2 separate regions of the Pan troglodytes genome follow, and region 1 is linked to region 2. A link is a contact called in public Hi-C data. All regions are on one chromosome and are shown on one strand. The core of a region is the stretch at or near the end of the contact, and the rest is flanking DNA. Distances in the headings are between cores, read along the strand shown.

Region 1 (5,913 bases), core at 906-3,405, 640 kb after region 2:
AACCAATCTCTTATTGTTGGAAATGTAGATTTTTTTCTCCAACTTCTCATCATTATTATAAACCGCAATTACTTTTACACCAACCTAAAAACAATGCTGCAACAAAGATTTTTGTATGTGGACATGTGTCCAAATATTTCTTGGCATAAATTCCTGCAAGTGGAATTGCTGGTTAGGCAAACTGCAAATTTGTAAACACATTTTTATATATAGAGAGAGAGAGAGTCAGGGTCTTGCTCTGTTGACCAGGCTGCTGGAACACAGTGGTGCGATCAGAACCCACTGCAGCCTTGACCTCCTAGGCTCGAGCGATGCTCCCACCTCAGCCCCATCCCAGTAGCTAGGATTACAGGCACACACCACCACACTCAACTAATTTTTTGTATTTTTGTAGAGACAGGTTGTGTCATGTTGCCCAGGCTGGTTGGTCTCAAATTCCTGAGCTCAAGTGATCCTCTCACCTTGGCCTCCCAAAGTGTTGGGATTACAGGTGTGAGCCACCATGCCCAACCTTGGAAACATATTTTAATCATAAATGTGGAAAATTAACATGCTCAACTGTCAAGATTTGGTGTAATGGTCTTTTAAGGGTGGTGCCACTGCTGCATTTGAAGGCATTCTCGGTCACTTTCAGAACTTTTTCATTTTCTTCAGTGTGTGAGGAAGTCACTTCTATTTCTGATCCCATTGGATCCTTCCAACGACTTCAGGTCCACTCAATACTGACTACCAGTGAACCATCTTTAACTACAGTGCTAGAAGCCTGACTGTCCTCCTCTCCTCAGCCTAAGTTCTTCTTATCTGTCTCTGAAGGACCTTCCTCTGGACTTGAGACACACTGGAAGAGAAGGTAGTTTCTGATATTCCTTTCCTCTTTTGGCCAACTACTTTGTCTGGCTCCATTTTCATGCAGTAAATTCACTAATTGTTAAAGGCAGATGGAGCTCCAGCAACTCTATTACAGAACTGGGTTTTCCATTCTACTGAGCTTGTTCACAGACACAACTTTCTCAGGAGCCAGTGTGTCTTCATCTCCCCCTTTCAACATCTACAGCCTCAGATTACCTTCTAAGGCTCCATTTATTGTCAGGCCACAATTTCTAGGATTCTAATGATGAAGACAAACTCTGATACACAATTCACATCTTTCTTAGCTCCTGTTTCCAGTTCTCTTCTCCATTGCAAACAAAAACAAAAACCCCAAACAAACCACAAAACCTGTTTCCAAGTTCAGTGGGACACTCTTGCCAACGCACCCTGACTTCAGGTATGTAAGAGTTAAGAAACAAGAAAGAAACACGAAAAGCAGCTTAACAGTCAAAGACAGGTTTATTTTGGAGAATAAACCTGAGAGGGGCTTCTTGTCGATTTTGGTCAGGAGCGTTTTCTCTTACACATTAAGGGTGTTTAAGGGTTTACGAAGCGGTGAGCTTATTGCAGGTTCGTAATGTTTCTGTATGAGGGAAAGTTTATTGCAGGGTTGGAAAGTCTCTGGCTGGAGGGGAGGCTATCTCCGGGTTGGCATGTTTCTGGTTGGAAGTGGGTTTATCTTAGGGTTGGAATGTTTCTGGTTATGCTGACATTAGCCATTAGGCTGATGTTTTTGGGTTGGATTTAGGCAGTTTCTTAATCAAGGGGAACTTAAAATGGTGGCAGTTGTCCAAGATGGCAATGCTCCTGCTGTCAGGGTAGGCCTTGGGAAGACACCAGGTGTCTTTGTAAACTTAGGTTTCCCCTGTACCAAGCACAGTGCTGACTGCATTACATGGGTTTTTCGTTTTACTATTCGTGACAACCTTCTGAGGTAGGTATCATTACTGTCCCCATTTTACAGATGAGACAACTGAGGCTTAGGTAGGCTGTCACTCATCCACAGCCACAGAGCTACTATGGAGGGAACCCCATTTGTTCCTAAACTGCGATTTAAAAAAAAGTAGGGGGAGACAGGCCAAGAAAGAAAACACGAAAAGGGTTGAAAAGCAGCAAAAGAAAAGTAAGCAGTCAGGCGGAAGCGGCCCCTTTCCTGCCTCCTTCCCGCCCGGCGCTGGGCCTTGCGCAGGGCCCGGACGCCCCCAAGCGGCCGCTCCTCTGCAGCTGACGCTTCCGGCTACAGGCTGGCGTCACTAGCGAGCGCCCTGCGTAGGCACCGGCCCCTGAGCCCGTGCTTCGGGTGAGGGGGAGGGTCTTCCGGCCCTCTCGAAAATCATTTCCGGCATGAGCCGGAAGACCGTCCCGGATGGTCTCGGGTACGGCCAGTGTGTGGAGGTGAGCTCCGGGATTGCCGGCATTCCCGCTTCTGCTGGTTGCCTCATGCTGCAGGCTGCGGCCGTCAGCCCTCGCTCGCATTGGTGGCGCTGAGGTGCCGGGGCAGCAAGTGACATGTCGTCGGGCCTCCGCGCCGCTGACTTCCCCCGCTGGAAGCGCCACATCTCGGAGCAACTGAGGCGCCGGGACCGGCTGCAGAGACAGGCGTTCGAGGAGATCATCCTGCAGTGTGAGCGGCGCCGGTGCGGGCTGGGAGCCGGGCGGGCGGGCCCCGCGGAGGCATGCGGGGCGTCAGCGGGAACCTGAGGCCGAGTACCTGGCGCCGCCCGCACGCATGGCGGCCGCCTCGGGTAACCCGCGCTTGGGACGCCCCACGCCTTTTAAATGTTTTTTCTAACCTGCGTTTTATCTTTGGAGGATTTTCCCTATTAAATTGTACGATCTTTGTGGGGAGGCACAGTTCGTGTTTGTATTTGTAAATCCCAGTAGCTCATAACAATGCTTATGCACTTAAATAGGTCCCAGAAACATCCCATCTATGGGGTCATGTTAATGAAACGGTCGTTGACTTTCAGTCGCAGAATTAACATTGCCTTCTCAATGCACTGGAACGGGTGGCCTTTGATTCCTCAAACTTACTTCCCTTACTCCACGTTGGTGGTTTTTTTTTGCGGGGAAACGGGATAGGGGATCAGGGTCTTGCTGTGTCGCCGAGCCTGGAGTGCAGTGGCGGAGATCACGGCTCACTGCAGTCTCAAACTCCCAGGATCAAGTGATCCTCCCACCTAAGCCTCCCGAGTAGCTGGGATTACAGACGCGCTTCACCACGGTCGGCTAATTTTTTTAAAAAAATTTTTTTGGAACGAGGTCTCACTGTGTTTCCCAGGCTGGTCTCCAACTCCTGCGCTCAAGCGATCTTCCCACCTCGGCCTCCCAAAGTGCTGGGATTATAGGCGTGAGCCACCGAGCCCGGCCCCACCTTGGTGTTAATATCTTAATATTAACAGAACCTTTACTGTTACTGAAATCTTCAGTATGAAAGAGGTGGTTTTCTTTCCCCTTACTGCTTGCAGCTTAAGGGTACAAAAATGTTTGTACCTTTACCTAAATCATAATGCTCCTAAGGTGGTTCCATCTGCGTCTGAAAGTAAACCTGACGACTTTCTCAAGTTATGCTGATGATGATATTCAGAATAATAATTGCTGCCTTATATTGCATTCTGATTGTGCAAAATCAGTAGTTCTCAAACTTAGCTCCACATTAGAATCACCTGTGGATCTTTAAAAAATTACAAATCCCAAGCCACAGCCCAGACCAACTAAATCACAAGTATCACAGTACACAGGTATCAGTGTGTGTGTGTGTTTTTGTGTTTGTGTGAGATTAAGCCTAGAACTGCATGCCAAGTTATCAGTGTTTTTTGATGCTTCCCAAATGACTACTGTGCAGACAAATTTTAGTACTGTGGTAAGTATTTGCATGTGTTATTTCATTTTATCTTTCCCAAAATTCTGTGTATGAAGCAGGAACTGTTATTGCCATTTTCACACATGAAACTGAGGCCAAGAGAGATTAGGTAACTTCTGAGGTTGCACAGCAGGTTAATGGTGAGACTGGTTTTTTTTTTGTTTGTTTTTTTTTTTGGAGACAGAGTCTTGCTCTGTCACCTAGGCTGGAGTGCAAGTGGCGTGATCTCAGCTCACTGCAACCTCCACCTCCCAGGTTCAAGAGATCCTCCTGCCTCAGCCTCCCTAGTAGCTGGAACTATAGGCAAGCACCACCACGCCCGGCTAATTTTTGTATTTTTAGTAGAGACAGGGTTTCACCATGTTGGCCAGGCTGATCTTGAACTTCTGACCTCAGGTGATGTACCTGCCTCAGCCACCCAAAGTGCTAGGATTACAGGCATGAGCCACCGTGACCAGCCGGGACTGGAATTTGAACTTAGGCTTGATGACTAACTTTTGCATTTGCTTTTCTCACTGGCTCCCCCAGTAAATGGTTCTTTGCTTTCACTGCACCCATTGTTTTAACAAAACTAAGAAGAAAGGGGATGCTTTGCTGTTCTAGGAGGCCCTGAAGAACAGTGCTGTTTCAGAAAGCCAGAAGCACAAGAAGTCCCTCTTCCTCAAAACATGATTCCCTGACAGATGACATAAATCAGTTCATTAGGTGCTTATTAGGTGCTTATGCTTTAAAAGCTAATATCCTTTGAAAGTCAAATTGGGTGGGAGGCTTGACTCACCCCTCACTGAACATTTTCACTTACTTTCTGAGTCTGTTTTGCCTCATCTATAAAATGGGGATGAAGCTTGCCCTGCCCACTTCATAAAAACGGTGCTGTGCATATAAGTGCTTTCAAAGCCGTCTGTATAATAGCTTGTAATTGTAAAGCGTTATCTCTTTGACACAAATGGAATGTTTTCCTGCACTTTGAAAATGGCATCTTGATGGGGCAGGAGCATGTAGAACAGTCAGAATAAGAGGTCACTTGTGGAGAGCAGATAGCTTTAAAGGGTGCTAGAGTAGTGAGTAATACCTGCCTAAGGGACCAGGACAGGAGACCGGGATGAGAAGCTAACAAGAGGCAGGAGAGTGAGACAGGCTTTGCATGTTAAGATCTTCTGTTTAGGCGAGGGATTGATATTTAGGGAGATCATTTCTATTATAGTTTGTGAAACACCTTCATTCCGCTCATTCCAGCCTTCCCAGGCCAGTCAAGCTCTGACCCTCCATCAGCCTGGAGTCTATTCTCTGTTCAGTCCATGCCTTTGAGTCTGAAGAGAAAGGTGGAAAGAAGCCGTAGGGGGAGGGAAAGGCTTCCCTCCATCTCCAGCCTTCTCTTCAGGGAGGAACCTTTGGGAAGGACTCCTTTTGAATGCCTGTGTTTTTTGAAAGAACCTAAAATTATCACAGGGCACTAAGCTTTGGTTTAACATTTGAAGGTCTTACTAGAGCCCTTTGACACTGGTGGATTTTAAACCACGATTTCCCAGGTTGAAACCAATGTCCAGTTTGGCTAATTCGTTTGACCAATAGATGAGAGTGTTTCTACCCAGGAGTTCTCTTTTCAGGTATCAAAAAGTGGGACTCAAAACTCTTTAAAAGGAGAAACAAGCTCTTTTAACAGGAATAGTCACTAGCATAAACCCTGTCTTGTTCTGCTTGGTACCTGCAGAACAGGTACCCACATCTGATCTTACTGGTGCCTGTGTACCTATTACTCTTATTTTTTATTTCATTTCATTTGTTTATTTATTTATTTATTTAGAGACAGTCTCACTCTGTCGCCCAGGCTGGAGTGCAGTGGCGCGATCTCAGCTCACTGCAACCTCTGCCTCCCGGGTTCAAGCGATTCTTGTGCCTCAGTCTCCCTAGTAGCTGGGACTGTGGGCAAGTGCCACCATGCCTGGCTAATTTTTGTATTTTTAGTAGTTTCGCCGTGTTGGCCAGGCTGTTCTCGAACTCCTGATCTCAGGTAATTTGCCTTTCTTGGCCTTCCAAAGTGCTGCGATTACAGGCGTGAGCCACAGTAATAGGCCTGTGTGCCTATTACACTTAACTACATGTTCTTTCTAATCCTGTCTTGAATTTCTGTACTCTGTCTCCTGTCAAATTTATTATGTTTGGAAAGAGAACTCATTTCC
Region 2 (5,552 bases), core at 506-3,005:
TCTCTCCCTAAGTCCTGGCGCTGACACCACGCTTCCCACAGTGCCCTTCCCCTTCAGGCCTGGCAGGCTCTTCCGAGTACATAAGCTCATTCAAGCCTTCCCAGCCCTGATAGCCAGATCATTGTGGTCCCATTTTACAGATAAGGAAGCACCTTACCAGCCTAGGCGTCTAGTAGGCGCAGAGGCCAGGAAGGAGGTGCCCCAGCCGACCCCGCCTCCAGGGCTGGCCGGTTCCAGCGTCTTCTCACCACCTTTGCTTTCTTCCCCAGAGGTGATGGAGTCAGACACCCAGATGCTATGCCAGAGTCCCCTGTCTTAGTGGGATGTTAAAGAATTAGGGGCCAGGCTGCGTGCAGTGGCTCACATCTGTAATCCCAGCATTTTGGGAGGCTGAGGTGGGTGGATCACCTGAGGTCAGGAGTGCGAGACCAGCCTGACCTATATGGTGAAACCCTGTCTCTGCTAAAAATACAAAAAAATTAGCCAGGCGTGGCAGCACGCACCTGTAATCCCAGCTACTCGGGAAGCTGAGGCAGGAGAATCTCTTGAACCTGGGAGGCAGAGGTTGCAACTGAGCCCAGATCATGCCACTGCACTCTAGCCTGGGCGACAGAGGGAGACTCCGTCAAAAAAAAAAAGAGGCCGGGTGTGGTGGCTCACGCCTGTAATCCCAGCACTTTGGGAGGCCGAGGCGGGTGGATCACGAGGTCAGGAGTTTGAGACCAGCCTGACCAACATGGCGAAACCCCGTCTCTACTAAAAATACAAAAATTAGCCGGGCGTGGTGGTATGGGTCTGTAATCCCAGATACTCAGGAGGCTGAGGCAGGAGAATTGCTTGAATCCAGGAGGCGGAGGTTGCAGTGAGCCAAGATTGCGCTACGGCACTCCAGCCTGGGCAACAGAGCGAGACTCTGTCTAAAAAAAAAAAAAAAAGAGAGAGAGAGAGGGAGGGCGGGAGGGAGGGAGGGAAGGATTAGAAACCAAGTGATCAGACAGTTTGCTCTGTGGCCCCCCAGCTTCCTCTCGCCGTAAGGACGTGGCTCCTCAGTACCAGAAAAACATTGCTGAATGAATGGATGCATACATGAAAAAACGCTGTGGGTATGATATTCGGTTCGGGGCCAGGTGCGGTGGCTCACGCCTGTAATCCCAACACTTTAGGAGGCCAAGGTGGGAGGATCACTTGAGGTCAGGAATTCGAGACTAGCTTGGCCAACATGGTGAAACCCCATTTCTGCTAAAAATACAAAAATGAGCTGGGTGTGGTGATGCGCGCCTGTAATCCCAGTTACTCGGGAGGCTGAGGCAGGATAATCGCTTGAACCCGGGAGGCGTAGGTTGCAGTGAACCGAGATTGCGCCACTGCACTCCAGCCTGGCCGACAGAGCGAGACTCCATATCAAAAAAAAAAAAAAATCGGTTCTGAGCAAATTTCGAGTCACTGACAAGGCGGCGGTATCCAGCAGAGGGCGCGCCAGGCGCCAGCACCAGGCCCGAGGACGCCTGGCTCATCCCCAGGCCGGCTTCCGAGAGCCCCGCTAAGTGCAGGCGGATACCCCGGCCTTGGCGGCTGCTTGCCTTTCTCTGTACTGTCCCTGTGAAGGCCAAGATCTATAACGCTGACAGTCCCCAGACATACGATGGGAGAGTTGCAGTAAGTGCTCTTTAAATCCCCTTTCACCCTTGAGAGTCTACGATTTTCGACGTTTTCCAGGCGATTTTTACTCTGGTCCAGAATAGGTGCGCGGTAATTCCTGGCTTCCGCCACCGGAGGGCACTCCGGGCCCTCGCTTCCCTGCCCCGCGCACGGTCTGCAATCGGCTGGGCTTTTAAGCCTTCTCCGCGCCGGCTGGTCTCCCAGAGAATCTAAACTCAAAACTCTTGAGAGACACCCCAGCCTGCAGCAATCCCAGGGTGTGCTGAAGTCCCCATCGTCCTCCCCTGGAATGTCAGTGAATGAGGAAGGTTTCTTTTTTTACTCACCGCCATCCTCCGCCCCCAGTCGTGGGTAGACCCGGCGCTGGGGCTGGGGGACCCTGAGCAGGTTCCTCACCTGCACCGACCCTCATCTTTAAAGTTGGGGTGCGACCGGGCGCGGTGGCTCAGCCTGTAATCCCAGCACTTTGGGAGGCTGAGGCGGGCGGATCACAAGGTCAGGAGATCGAGACCATCCTGTGGATGGTGAAACCCCGTCTCTACTAAAAAAAAAAAAAAAAAATTAGCCGGGCGTGGTGGCGGGCGCCTGTGGTCCCAGCTACTGGGGAGGCTGAGGTAGGAGAATGCCGTGAACCCGGGAGGCGGAACTTGCAGTGAGCTGAGATTGCGCCACTGCACTCCAGCCTGGGCGACAGAGCGAGACTCGGTCTCAAAAAAATAAAATAAAAATTAAAAAAAAATAAAGTTGGGGTGCACGGAATGGGCCTCAGTGGCACACCCCAATCTGGAGACACATCATAACTTTTTTTTTTCTTATTATGTTTTTTCTTTTGAGACGGTCTGGCTCTGTCGCCCAGGCTGCAGTGGCGCGATCACGGCTCACTACAACGTCCACCTCCCGGGCTAAAGCGATTCTCCCACCTCAGCCTCCCGAAGTGCTGGGACTACAGGTCCAGGCCACCACGTCTGGCCCATTTTATTTCTAAATGGCTCATGCCTGTAATTCCAGCACTTTGGGAAGCCAGGGCAGTCGGATCACTTGAGCCCAGGATTTTGACACCAGCCTGGGCAACATAGTGAGATCCTATCTGTACAAAAGATTTAAAAATTAGCCAGTCGGGCTGGGCGCGGTGGCTCAGGCCTGTAATCTCAGCACTTGGGGGGGCTGAGGCGGGTGGGGATCACCTGAGGTCAGGAGTTCAAGACCAGCCTGGCCAACATGGTGAAGCCCCGTCTCTCCTAAAAATTAAAAAAAAAAAAAAAAAAAAAAAGTAGCCTGGCGTGGTAGCAGGCAACTGTTACCCCAGATACTCGGGAGGCTGAGGCAGGAGAATCACTTGAACCTGGGAGGCGGAGGCTGCACTTAGCCGAGATCGCACCACTGTACTCCACCCTGGGTAACAGAGCGAGAATGTCTCAAAAAAAAAAAAAAATTAGCTGGGTGTAGTGCCATGCGCCTATAGTCCCAACTAATCAGGAGACTGAGGTGAGAGAATAGCTTAAGCCCAGCATCAAGGCTGCAGTGAGCTGTGATTGGGCCACTGCACTCCAGCCTGGGCAACAGAGCAAGACCCTATCTCAAAAAAAAAAGGAAAGAAAATACAGGCTAAATTTTTTTTTTTTTTTAATTTAAGGTTAGGGCCAGGCGTGGTGGCTCACGCCTATGATCCCAGCACTTTGAGAGGCCAAGTCGGGAGGACAGCTTGAGTCCAGGAGTTCTAGACCAGCCTGGGCAACACAGCAAGACCCTGTCTCTTTTTTTTTAATTAATTAATTAAAAGTCAAATAAAATGAATTGAAGATAACCACTAACAAGATAATATGGAACTACAGTCCTCAGTATCTGAGGAGGCACTGGTTCTAGGACTCCCATACCAAATCCATGGAATCAAGTCCCTTATATAAATTGCTGTAGGCTGGGCGTGGTGGCTCATGCCTGTAATCTCAGCACTTTGGAAGGCCAAGGCAGGCGGTTCACTTGAAGTCAGGAGTTCAAGACTAGCCTGGCCAACATGGTGAAACCCCGTCTCTACTAAAAATACAAAAATTAGCCTGGCGTGGTGGGGCACGTCTGTAATCCCAGCTACTTAGGAGGCTGAGGTGGGAGAATCACTTGAATCCGGGAGGCGGAGGTTGCAGTGAGTCAAGATTGGGTCACTGCACTCCAGCCTGAGTGAGACTTCATCTCAAAATAAATAAATAAATGAACTGGTGTAGTATTTGCATATAACCTACATATACTTAAATCATCTTTAGATTACTTATAATACCTAATACAATGTAAATGCTATGTAGATAGTTGTCCTGCTGTATTGTTTTTTATTTGTATGATTTTTATTGTTATATTTTTTCCTGAATATTTTTGATCTATGGTTGGTTGAATCCCATGGGAATGGGGGGCCAATTGTACTTGGGAAAAAGAGAAAAAAACACTTGATCAGCATTGCAAAGAGAGGGAAAGAAAAACCAGAAAACAGCCGGGCCCAGTGGCTCACGCCTGTAATGCCAGCACTTTGAGAGGCGGAGGCGGGCGGAAAATGAGGTCAGGAGTTCAAGACCAGCCTGGCCAATATGGTGAAACCCCGTCTATACTAAAAAATACAAAAATTAGCTGGGTGTGGTGGCTCATGCCGGTGGTCCCAGCTACTCAGGAGGCTGAGGCAAGAGAATCGCTTGAACCCAGGAGGCTGAGGTTACAGAAAGCCGGGATCGCGCCACTGCACTCCAGCCTGGCAACAGAGCAAGACTCCATCTCAAAAAATAAAATAAAATACAATGAAAAAGCATTTTGAAACATATCACTATCACAATACATTTGAATGGATGAATCTCTTCTATTACAAGACCAAAAAAATGTTTAAAACATGAGATGCATAAGTTCTTTTTTTTTTTTTTTTTTTTTTTTTTTAGATGGAGTCTTGCTCTGTCACCCAGGCTGGAGTGAAGTGGTGCAATCTCGTCTCACTGCACCCTCTGCCTCCTGGGTTCAGGTGAGTCTCCTGTCTCAGCCTCCCGAGTTATTGGGATTACAGGCGCCCACCACCATGCCCGGCTAATTTTTTATATTTTTAGTAGAGACAGGGTTTCGCCATGTTGGCCAGGCTGGTCTTGAACTCCTGACCTCAGGTGATCCGCCTGCGTCAGCCTCCCAAGGTGCTGGGATTACAGGCATGAGCCACTGCACCCAGCCAAGATGCATGAGTTCTTAAAGTGAAAATGAAGTGTTTGCAAACATAGTCTGATCAGGGAAGGCAAGGTCAAGTGAAATATAAATTTTCACTTCAATTATTCGTTAGTTCCTTCCTTCATCATTTTGTTGCAGTGCCTAAGTGTGCCAGGCATGGTGTTGGGTACCAGGGATTCGGAGATGAATTGACTAAAGCCCCCCTAAGTGGCCCCCCAGTAGGAAGGATATCTGTCTTGACCAGAGTTAAACCCAGAGACAACCAAGGAGGAAGTCTCGGCCTCCTCACCTGAGCCACACTCAGCCTCTTCCACTCCCAAAGGCCTCCTGCTCCTTCACCTTCAGCCCAGCCCAGGCATCTCCCTTGATGCAAGACTCACCCAAGATGAGACGGAAACAGTCCCGACACACAATCAATCCTCACCTTTCTGGCCTTACCTTTTGGCACACAACACAAAAACTCCAGGTGTGCCCTGAGGCCTCTGCAGGGACCCGGCCAGGGGAGTGGTGGCTGAAGCTCCTCCGGGTCTCCCTTCTCAGAGGAGAGAGTAACGTGGGAGAAGCACCGTTTGCCTTTGATACTTACCAAGGTCACTGTGGTTGCTCCCTGTGGAATGACAGGGGCAGCGTCCCCAAAACACTGGCTCCTTCTCCAACCCTCACACATGCATTAAACCCCAAAGGTGAAAGGAGAGGGCTCAGGGCACAGC

Evidence for each region. A called contact is a pair of places that touch in the nucleus more often than the background predicts.
Region 1: a contact with region 2 is called in a Hi-C map of stem cell-derived neural progenitor cells, with 5 times the contacts expected there. The contact joins the promoter of ATG16L1 here to the enhancer-like site in region 2. A contact is called at or near these places in 1 of 7 Hi-C or Micro-C datasets (stem cell-derived neural progenitor cells) and 1 of 1 datasets of contacts at active chromatin or transcription factors (stem cell-derived excitatory neurons).

What each region holds. Positions count from the first base shown.
Region 1 is chr13:135,454,299-135,460,211 of NHGRI_mPanTro3-v2.0_pri, forward strand. ATG16L1 (autophagy related 16 like 1) reads left to right here and starts at 2,156. Exons shown (of 17, transcript XM_001150056.6): 1 at 2,156-2,494. The coding sequence starts at 2,380.
Region 2 is chr13:134,813,211-134,818,762 of NHGRI_mPanTro3-v2.0_pri, forward strand. No RefSeq gene overlaps it. Among named protein-coding and RNA genes, the nearest start is that of EFHD1, 26 kb to the right of the region's middle. Within about 2 kb of position 1,756, at least 14 of the 24 cell types and tissues checked have an H3K27ac peak or open chromatin away from gene starts, as enhancers often do. A contact at or near this core is called in stem cell-derived neural progenitor cells, where this site is marked.